Regions from separate parts of the Mus musculus genome. Here region 2 is linked to region 1. The links are chromatin contacts, called in public HiChIP or PLAC-seq maps. All regions are on one chromosome and are shown on one strand. Each heading gives the region's core, a stretch centred on a gene start, on an enhancer-like site or on the middle of the called end of the contact. The rest is flanking DNA. Distances are from core to core; before and after follow the strand shown. Region 1 holds the start of Pdk1 (pyruvate dehydrogenase kinase, isoenzyme 1). Region 2 overlaps Gm46785 (a long non-coding RNA gene).

Region 1 (5,251 bases), core at 1,501-4,000:
CTTCCTTTGGCAGATGGATTTGAGCTACAGGCCACTGGAGAAAAGCAGTAGACAGTGGAACAGCTATAAAAATAGGTTGTTTTGTTAAGGATATTTCAATTTATAATGACTTATCATTTCTCTAAACAATCATTTCACTATACTATATTGGAGATATTATATGCTGGGATTCAAGGCCACTTTTTTTAAAAATTATCATTCCCCAGCTATACAGCACAAATATATGAAATAGGCATCTTTTTCTTGTTTTTGTTTCTTTACAGGGTCTGATGCAACAAAGGACTTAATGTTAGAATAGCCTTAAAGACCCATTAAGAAAAAAACAAGCCGGGCGGTGGTGGCACACACCTTTAATCCTAGCACTTGGCAGGCAGAGGCAGGCGGATTTCTGAGTTTGAGGCCAGCCTGGTCTACAGAGTAAGTTCCAGGACAGCCAGGGCTACACTGAGAAACCCTGTCTCTAAAACAAACAAACAAACAAACAAACAAACAATAAACCAAAAAAGAAAAAACAAAAAAACCAAACCAAAACCAAAAAACCCTCTAGGGGCAGGAGAGATGGCTCAGTGGTTAAGAGCACTGACTGCTCTTCTAAAGGTCCTGAGTTCAATTCCCAGCAACCACATGGTGGCTCACAACCATATGTAATGGGATCTGATGCCCTCTTCTGGTGTGTCTGGAAACAGCTACAGCAGTGTACTCATATAAATAAAATAACTCTTAAACGAAAGAAAAACAAACCTCCATCTGGTGAAGGGGCTAGATTCTCTGGCCTGGGTGGAGAGCTAACATTGCAGTTGGGCAGTGTCAATCACCTGGCCTGGGACTGCTAGGAAAGCAAACTCGCCTTCAGCTATCCTAAATAGGTAGAAGAAATATTTTGTCCTTTAATGAGATATTGTACTTTTCCTTCCCAGAATTCCTCCTTCCCCAACACTGTTCCTATAAACCACCATGAGGTACTGGGTTGGAGTCAGAAAGGCACAATTTTCCCTTTTTTCCTCCCTCCCTTTACCCCCTCCCTCTTTGATGCTGCTTTTTCTGATACTTTGGGCTTCCTTACCCTTTTCTCTAAGGCCCCCCTTCCCACCCTGTGGCAGACCTCCATCTGACCTCCATGCCAGTAACTGGAGCAGCATAGGTCTTTTCGTTGGTTTGTGCTTTTTTGTTTGTTTGTTTGTTTGTTTTCTTTCTTTACCCCATTCTCCTCCTCCAGGCAGCTGCTGAGATGCACAGCTTGTTTACCTTGGAGGTTTTTTTTTTCTTCTTTTAAACTTTAATAAAATTATCCTTGAGCTTCCACTTTAGTCTATTCTTAAACTCTTTTCTAAATGAGACTAAGAACCCCAAGAGGAGACCACAATTTCTACTGGATACTTGAGGAAAAACAATTTTTCTTTCTCTAGAATCAAAACCACTTGCTTTTGTTTCCATGCGGACAATATCCCCGCTTTGTGCTACACACAGTTTGTTGGATACAGAATAACAGCTTTCTTTAAAGGGACTCTGATCTAATTTCTGTTTTTCTGTGTATGTTGGGGGAGGGTGGGCAGGTATTTGTTTCTTTGTTTTCAGATAGGAGTCAGAATAACAGGCTGGCATGATTTCGGATGACCTTAGAATTCTCACCTCCCACATTGCTGCTTCCACTTGCAGATCGCTGAAATTATAAACCTGGGCCAACACAATGTGGGGGGGTGGGGTGGGGGGGGTTGCTTTTGTTTTTTCTTTCCTTGTGCTGGGGATGAAACGCAGGGCTTTGGATATGAGCTACATCCCAGACTTCATGATTTGTGTTTTTTCAAAACCCAATAGCGAGCGGGGCAGTGGTGGCGCATGCCTTTAATTCCAGCACTTGGGAGGCAGAGGCAGGTGGATTTCTGGGTTCGAGGCCAGCATGGTCTACAGAGCGAGTTCCAGGACAGTCACGGCTATACAGAGAAACCCTGTCTCATAAAACATAAACAAAACCAAAACAAAACCCAAAAGCGACCAGCATGGAGCTATGAAGTGTTATTCGGTGTGTATTCTACATAATTGATAAACTTCACACGTGGCAGGATAGTTTTCTTGCACCTAAGACACAGCAAATGTTAGGGTAGTTGGATGGGGACTTTACAGTGTTCAGAAGACAGACGTGATTTTCGTGGGGTTAGATATTAAATATGTTCTAATTCTACATTCACTATCTCTATACATTGAAAAGATGGAGCAGGCACATTGTAACTCTAAGATGAGTTAACAGAAAAAGAGCGAGTAGTCTTTAAGTACTGTGGCAATATTGCTTGCATAAAGTGTTTCAACGCGCTCTTCCCGGGACTTTCGTTGCTGTGGAATTCTTTAGAGCCACACCCCCAAGTTCAACTCTTGTACCACTGTTCGGCTGCACCTGCAAATCAAGGGCTTGCATGATCCAAGGGCAATGAGAACAGGCTCATTGCCAACGATCTCGCACAGCCTAGAGCTTTTCCGCTGAGACTGGGAGGGCGGAGGAAGTACGAAAGGGTGCAAAGGGGTGCAACACAGCGCAAGCTGGATCGTTTAAGCCGGGCTCCCACGGCGGCCACTCGCTCCGGGTGGTTTCAGCTGCACCACACCCCACAAAGCTCAGCAGCGCTCCCTTTTTTTTTTTCTTTCCCCGCCTCCGTCCTCCCAGGGCCCCGCCTACATGGGCGTGTCTTTAACCAGGGGCGGTGGCTAGCGCAGCCTTTCGCCCTCCTCCGTGCTGTCCGTGCTCCGCCTACGGGGGCGTGGTTCCAGCGAGGGGGCGGTGGCCGCAGCGCTGACAGCAGCTCCCCGCCCCCGCGGCCAGCCACGTCCCGCACGTAGCGCCCGGGCAGCGGCATACAGCCGCAGGTTGGCGCCCGGAGCTCCGGCTCCTCCGGCGGGGCTCGGTATGAGGCTGGCAAGGCTGCTGCGGGGCGGCACGAGCGTCAGGCCGCTCTGCGCCGTCCCCTGCGCCAGCCGTAGCCTGGCCTCGGCCTCGGCCTCGGGTTCCGGGCCGGCGTCGGAGCTTGGCGTTCCGGGCCAGGTGGACTTCTATGCGCGCTTCTCGCCGTCGCCACTCTCCATGAAGCAGTTCCTGGACTTCGGTGAGGGCGGCCGCTGGGCCGTCGGGCCTCTGTGCACGGGCCCCGTCCTCCCAGGCGCACCCCTCCTCCTCCCTCGTGTCGCCCCCCCTGCGTCTTAGGTGCTTCCTTCCTCCTCGGAGGGAGCGGGCGCTGGAAGGCCGGGCACGTAACAGGGACGTGCGACTATAGTGTGTTTAAAAAAAAAAAAAAAACTACAAACCCAAAAAAACAAAGCAGGGGGCCCGCGGCTGCAGCCTTCCGCGCACGTGCGTAGGTGCGCGCTTGGGGACCTGGTGTCTTTGGGGATGCCTTGCTCAGGTTCAAGGCCAGGGCTCAAACTGCTTCGAGGGTGGTGTTCTGCAGAGGCGAGATCGGTGCCAGCACAGTGGCGATCGTTTGGAGTGGCGTGATGGCTGGAAAACAAGTTACTACTGGCCCAGTGCTTTCCTCGCCAGTGTTTTCACCGAGAGCAAATTCGTTTCAACAGCAGCCAGTCTCAAGCACGTGTAAAGTGCATGGTCTTGTCTGTGTGTAACAGATTGCAGAACTGCAGAATTAGGCCTTTGACTTTTGGCTTCTCATCAGGAGTAATGAGGCGGAAAGGGAAATGCTTAGAATAAACTCTTAACATTGAAATCCGAAAGTTCTGGAGTAGAAAAAGTTATCTTCTGTGTCGTGCTGCCAGGTTATAACATGGTTAGCACGCACGAGAGATTAGTGGTGGGGGTAGGTACTTTATCTTAAAATTGTGGTTTGAAGTGACAGGTGCTTTTCCTTGTGTTTCTTTAGTAAGGGACTATGAAAGGCCCCCGTTTTGTGTGTGTGTTTTGCTTTTATTTGTGAATGCCTGTACTGTGGTGTAGCAATGTTCACCTTGTTCATGAATACGCTATTAAACTTTGGCAAGATGCTTTCCTTAATAATACTGCTACTGTTGACAAGATAGTTTTCTGCTAAGGTTCCATCTGCGAGGTCCACTTAGTTTCAAATGGATTGCTGAAATGTGACTTTTTTAGTTCAAGTGAAGGTGCTTGCCAGGGGAGGGACACTTATCAACTCTTCTGCCAAACATCTGGATTCAAGAGTGGAGGAAGGGGGAGGTGATGGTCTCAGGAATCAGACAACTGAGCTGGTTCCACTTGATGGTTGGTGATACTGTGTTGATGGTCTTTGCCTTCTGTTGCCTGAAAACCTCTGTACTGACTGTGTTCTGGTGGTATTTGTTCTGGTGGTTAGTATTTGTGTCTAGTCAATGACTTGGGTCAGAATTTACTCAAAAGTCGAGAGTCAGGATTTCTTTCTTTTCCTTTTTTTTTTTTTTTTTCTTCTTTTTTTGGTTTTTCGAGACAAGGTTTCTCTGTAGCTTTGGTGTCCTGGAACTCACTCTGTGGATCAGGCTGGCTTTGAAATCAGAGAGTTCCTCGTTCTTCTGTCTCCCAAGTTCTGGGATTAAAGATTCCAGCCATTACTTCCCAGCAGGAGTCAGAATTTCTAAAGGCAGCAGCAGTGGGGTATATAGAATTGGCCTTTCCCAGTTCTCTTCACAGGCCCTGAGCCTTACTGCAGACAGCTTACCTGAATCCTAGTCATCCTGAAGTATAACAAGTACCTACATGGTTGTACTGAGCATACATGGTTGTACTGAGCAGTTGGAATTTCAGGAATTGGAAGTCAGTTTGGAATCAGGATTACTTTATAGACCGGTTAGTTCAACTGTGCCTGGATATATCTTTGTTTCCTAGTTCCTTCCTCTCACTATGGTAAATGTACCGTTGTGGCCTTGCCAAGTGACTGACTCTCCTTTTCTCGCTCCGGCTACCGGTGCCTGTCACTCACTGCCTGTCACTGTGCTTGGTTTCAGGGTCAGTGAATGCTTGTGAAAAGACCTCGTTTATGTTTCTGCGACAAGAGTTGCCTGTTAGATTGGCAAATATAATGAAAGAAATCAGCCTCCTCCCCGACAATCTTCTCAGGACCCCATCCGTACAGCTGGTGCAAAGTTGGTAAGAGCCCATCTTTTTTGTTTTGCTCTGGTTCTGTTTGTTTGTTTTGAGATGGGGTTTCTCAGTATAGGCCTGGCTGTCCTGGAACTCACTCTGAAGACCAGGCTAGCCCCAAACACAAAGATCTCCCTGCCTCTGCCTTTGAGTGCTGGGAGTAAAGGCGTGTGCCACCACTGC
Region 2 (5,251 bases), core at 1,436-3,935, 68 kb after region 1:
TGCCCTGCCCTTTCAAACTTAAGAGTTTAAAATTAGTATCATACATCAGAGTGTCATCTCCTGCTAAGACATAGCTCCCCTTTCTGTGTTTGGTGACTGTATTTTTAGCTACAAATCGCTAGCGATATCTGGATGGCAGACCTTCTGGTTTCAAAGCTTAGTCTCAGACTGAATGTCAAGCCCATTTGCACAACTATTAGGGAACTGGGATTTCTGGTCATGTGATGAAAAGGTTTTGGTGATGTCACCACGATTTGCTTTGATTTAAAAATGGTGAAGAGTGTTGTTTTTGGCAGCCACAGTGAGCCACAGGTTTACTGGTTAGGCAGGAAAGGAAGTTTGGGAAGTTGATTCCTTAGTGTTCAAAGATGTTGTTGCTTTCCCTTTCTCCCTGCCTTTGTCTGTCCACTACAATAGAAAAGCACCTTTCTGCATTTTATAATCTGCCATGCACTCTGGTTGAGTCAGCTTGACAGGCCAAGAGGCCTGGAAGCCACTCTAGAGGCAGAGAGTTTCACGGAAACTCACCTCCTGGAGTCTGGCATTCTCTTTAACCCATATACTCATATTCTATTCTCGCGTTAGTCTGGTGCATGGATCCACATGCTCTCTTTTAGTATTATCTTATTATAATGCCTTTTAAGATTGAATTCTGACATAGCTAAGCCTTCACCAGTGTTCCAACGTCCTAGAAAGTCCTTGAGCAGACAATGGGCTTGGAATTCAGTAAGAATGTTGCCTATTCAGTGACATTCAGAATTGCCTCTGGTATTACACTATCACTTTGAATAAAAGCTAGGTCACTGCTCTACACAGGAATTTACCATCATCTAGGAAGAATGAAGTTTGAGACCTAAGGAGGAACCAGAGTAGATACTTAGAACTATAGATAGCTGAGTTACACCCATACACATGTATTTACAGTGGCCTAGGGGAGAAGGTGGACTATACAATAGACTAAAATAGGAACTATGGCAAGGGCACGAAGCCCTTGACCCTGGCTTCTAAGATTAAGTGAACTTTAGGTGGAACTCTTTTTGATCCCAGTTGTTAACAATGAATTCTATCCCAGGTGGTTCCTGTTAGACCTTCTGTGTTTGTATTCCTCTGTTTTGTGTAAGAATCCAGTAACCTCTTTGTACCTTGCTGGTGTGTCACCCAACTTCCCTATTTTCTTCTGTATAAAAAGTTTGATGCTCGATTTGACAAATTACATTCAGATTCTACACAGCCTCTCCTGTGTGCATCTGTCTGTCATTCCATCCAACGCTTTGCCCACCTGCCCCAGAGACCCGTTCCACGCAGACAAAGGGGCCCAGAGGGTCTGCGGCAATAATCAATAGATGTTTGTTAGACTCATGGTTCTAGAGGCTGTAGTTGTAGGGATGAAAGGCAGCATCCGGTAGGGAAACTTCTTGCTTTTATCTCCCATGATGGAATGCAGAGGGTCCCTGGGCAGAGTTCATGCCTGCAGTAATTCCCTAACACTATTAAAGAGTACACACTAGGTTCATATCTGGCTGAAATACAGCCTTGACACAAAGTAGGTGCTTTTTAACTGTTCACTCACCAATCAAAGTGAGAAAGATTCAGCAACATTTTCAAAGGCAAAAGAACCTTCTAGAAACCAGGTTGAGATTTAAACAGATATAATGGCTTGCCAGTTTATCTACGTGGGATATCAGAAGGAATTCCTGCAAGAGATACTGGGCGGGGAGATCTCTCTACAAAATATAACTGTAGAGTTTAGAATGCAAAAATGTTGGTATTCATGCAGAGATCCCATTAGGTTGATGATTTTTAACCTGGTAACTTTCAGGAGTAGCATCCTATGGTGTATGGCTGTATGAATGATGATGGTTGATTCCTTGGTTGGTCATTCCTACTGAGTTGGCGTGCTTTGGCCTTTAACGGTGGGAATAGGATCAACAGGTCGAGAAATCACAGCTTCTTGTTTCCCAACATATCTGTTCTCTCAGTTGAAGTCATTATGGGGGGAAATACTGGGAGAGGAAGAAAACAAAGGAGAATGGGGGGAAAAGAGGCAAAACCACAGATCCAAGTTTGGAAACCAGTGCACCTATTATCCATTATCTTCCTTAAGAGATGTTTTTCTGCCACAAACATAGAAAAGACATGAAATACATACATACATACAGACATAATACATACATACATAGCAGAAAGGATACCGTTAATTTGAAGCTGTTTGTCAAGGCTTGAGACCTCTGTAGACAGCCTATTTTTCTGTTGTGAGGTGTCACCAGAGAAGACCACTCAGACAAGGGTTCAAGTCAATAGAAGGTCTTTATTAGCTAACCGTTGACTACACTGAGTGTTCAGAACCAGAGTGCAGTTCTTTTTTTTTTTTTTAAGATTTATTTATTATTATACATAGGTACACTGTAGCTGACTTCAGACACACCAGAAGAGGGCAACAGATCTCATTACGGGTGGTTGTGAGCCACCATGTGGTTGCTGGGATTTGAACTCAGGACCTTTGGAGGAGTTGTCAGTGCTTTCACCCACTGAGCCATCTCTCCAGCTCCCCAGAGTGCAGTTCTGAGCCTTTCTGAAGGTGAGCTTTTAAACACAAAAACCACATCCTGGGTTAACACACCTCAGTTAGCAAGAACTGTTAGCCAGAAGCAGAACTACACAGAAGCCAAAAAGCAAGGTTAGCACATTTAGGGACTTTCCCAGAACTATAGTGTTGATAGAGTAAGTCTTTGATCTTATTGTGGCAGGTGGGGCTGCCTGTAGGTTCCATGTATGCTGGGTTCCAAGGCCTGAATGAAACTTCCATCATGGGGTCAGTGGTGCTAAGGTCTGGGGGGCTGCTACACTTCCTAGTATCATGTTGTGGAACTTTCTTTGACCCTCCTTCAATTTCCAGACCGTGATGTGGCCAGTTCCAGCTGCATGTATCTCATAGACATCTTCTGTTGTCATCGTTACCACCATGGCAGACACACGTCAGTACTTGTTCTTGATGCTTCTCGCTCACCGGAGGGCAAATCTGTTCTGCTCATTTGTGAATCCTGGAATATCCCAGGATATTTGACAGTGTTTGCCCAGTTCATATTTCCTGGATACATGAATTAGACTATTCTTTTTCTACTTTATAAGAACACTTTTTTTGGAACCAGTGTATACTCATTGATAACTTGATTCTGACCAAAAATAAATAAACAAACTCTTAAACGCGTTCTCACGACCGGCCAGGAAGAACACAACAAACCAGAATCTTCTGCGGCAAAACTTTATTGCTTACATCTTCAGGAGCCAGGAGCGCAAGCCCCAAGCCCCAAAAACGAAAGGCCCCCAAAACGAAAGCGAAACCCTGTCCCTATTTAGGAGAGTTATCCTTCGCCTAGGACGCATCACTCCCTGATTGGCTGCAGCCCATGGCCGAGTAAAGGCAGAGTACATGTAGTGGAAAATTACTCTTGGCACATGCGCAGATTATTTGTTTACCACTTAGAACACAGCTGACAGCGCCATCTTGTGACGGCGAATGTGGGGGCGGCTCCCAACATCTCCCCCTTTCCTTTTAATAAGAGCAATAGGCCACCCATATTAATGAGAGTGGAGATAGAGGTCAAATCCCCAGTGTGCAGGTAAAGGAGCCATGTACAGGATTAGCTCTTAGGCTCACAGGCTTTTACCCAGAGCAACCCTGACCTGCTCCCGTGTCGTTTTGCCTGGAGAGAAGGACACTTGGACACTCAACCTTCTTGAAAGATGACATGTCTCCCTAGAATAGGCTCATATATGCCGCAGAGCCCTTCTACTGCAGTGCTTAGCCGTGCAACTCTCTCGGGCTGCTGAAGCACACTCACTCTATCCCGTGCAATGAGTCTAGCCTCGTGGGATGCAAGAGCTGAGTGGCCAGCGACCTATTGCCTAAGCATAGATATATCAGGGGAAGCACCATGTTCTAGAGCTGCAAGTGCCTGGGCAATAACCACCTTGTCTCTCCTAGTTTGGGCCTTAAGCTTACAGACCAACCAAAGAAGCAACACTAATCCACAGCAAAGTGTATCTCCAAATAATATCAATCCCACCCATTCTTTAAAGAAGGGAAATGCTGAGGAGATCCAATTGGGTAATCCTTTGGTCAGGGACAGGTCCAAGCGCGTGGAGTTGACCTGAAGTCTCAATTCCCGAAGGATCTGTTCAAATTCAGCCGTCCAATTCTGTAACATATACTGAAAAAGACTTTTTGACAAATTAGCTGCCCTAGTAAAATTCTCATACTGAATGGAAGTAATGGACAATCCCGGAAACTTTTGTTCACATCCCAGCTGAGTTATTTGCCATAATACATCTAGTTGTTTCTGGACAAGATCTATGAGTTGATTAACCAGCATGAGACCTCCCTGTATCTTGACATTAGCTGAGGCCTGTTTATCTATGACTGTAGTCACGAGGCTGACAAAGTGTTAATGGTGTCAGTCGTCTGGACCTGTCCAGACAGAGCCAAGGCTGTCTGAATCAAGGCCAAACCCAGTTCCTAGTTAGTGGTAAAAAAGCAGGGGAATACTTGAGCATTATACATCACCGTCATTAGGAGTGGAAATGTCGACATTATCCCCCAACGCTGCTCTCTCTTTATTATTGACGCCCTGGACATCACCAAGACGAGGGACATCAGTATTCCCTTGGTCAGTCTGGATTTTTCGGGTGAGTCTTTCTGGTATCCAAAATGGGTTGTCTTCATTCTGTGGGAAAACACAAACCGCTCCCCTGGATCTTATCAAAATAGGATCCGGGCCATACCATTTATTATCAAGGACATTTTTCCATTTAACCATCTCATTGGGCCTATCTGGCTCTGAACAATGACGTTCAGCCGCAGTATGGCCATGAACATCAATATTTAAAAAATTGAGTGTAAAGAGTGCCATAGACACAGACACTCTTGGTACTCGGGGTAGAGTCTCCTCAATTCCCCTCTTCTGTTTTATAAGATAGGCTTTGAGGGTGCGATGCGCACGCTCAACAATACCCTGTCCTTGAGGGTTGTATGGAAGTCCAGTCAGGTGGGTCACGTCCATCTGACGGCAGAACTGCTGGAATTTTTGAGATGTATAAGCTGGTCCATTATCAGTCTTAAGGAGTTTGGGTTTCCCCCAAGCACTCCATGCCTCAAGACAATGTTGAATCACATGTGAGGCTTTTTCTCCGGTTAACGGAGAAGCAAACATGATGCCAGAACATGTGTCAATGGACACATGGAGATATTGAA

Evidence for each region. HiChIP or PLAC-seq counts read pairs in DNA pulled down with a chosen protein or histone mark.
Region 2: a contact with region 1 is called in a BATF HiChIP or PLAC-seq map of CD8 T cells, with 5 read pairs. The contact joins the enhancer-like site here to the promoter of Pdk1 in region 1. A contact is called at or near these places in 1 of 39 promoter capture datasets (hippocampal neurons), 3 of 15 datasets of contacts at CTCF or cohesin (CD8 T cells, the NIH/3T3 cell line and embryonic stem cells), 2 of 484 Hi-C or Micro-C datasets (the G1E-ER4 cell line and Sertoli cells), 6 of 115 datasets of contacts at active chromatin or transcription factors (CD8 T cells, acute myeloid leukemia and embryonic stem cells) and 3 of 9 other capture datasets (adipose tissue, embryonic stem cells and pancreatic islet).

What each region holds. Positions count from the first base shown.
Region 1 is chr2:71,870,474-71,875,724 of GRCm38.p6, forward strand. Pdk1 (pyruvate dehydrogenase kinase, isoenzyme 1) reads left to right here and starts at 2,751. Exons shown (of 11, transcript NM_172665.5): 1 at 2,751-3,092; 2 at 4,933-5,074. The coding sequence starts at 2,897.
Region 2 is chr2:71,938,941-71,944,191 of GRCm38.p6, forward strand. Gm46785 (a long non-coding RNA gene) reads left to right here. Exons shown (of 3, transcript XR_001783614.1): 3 at 2,897-3,093. Among named protein-coding and RNA genes, the nearest start is that of Gm46785, 3.7 kb to the left of the region's middle. Within about 2 kb of position 2,686, at least 32 of the 459 cell types and tissues checked have an H3K27ac peak or open chromatin away from gene starts, as enhancers often do. A contact at or near this core is called in CD8 T cells, where this site is marked.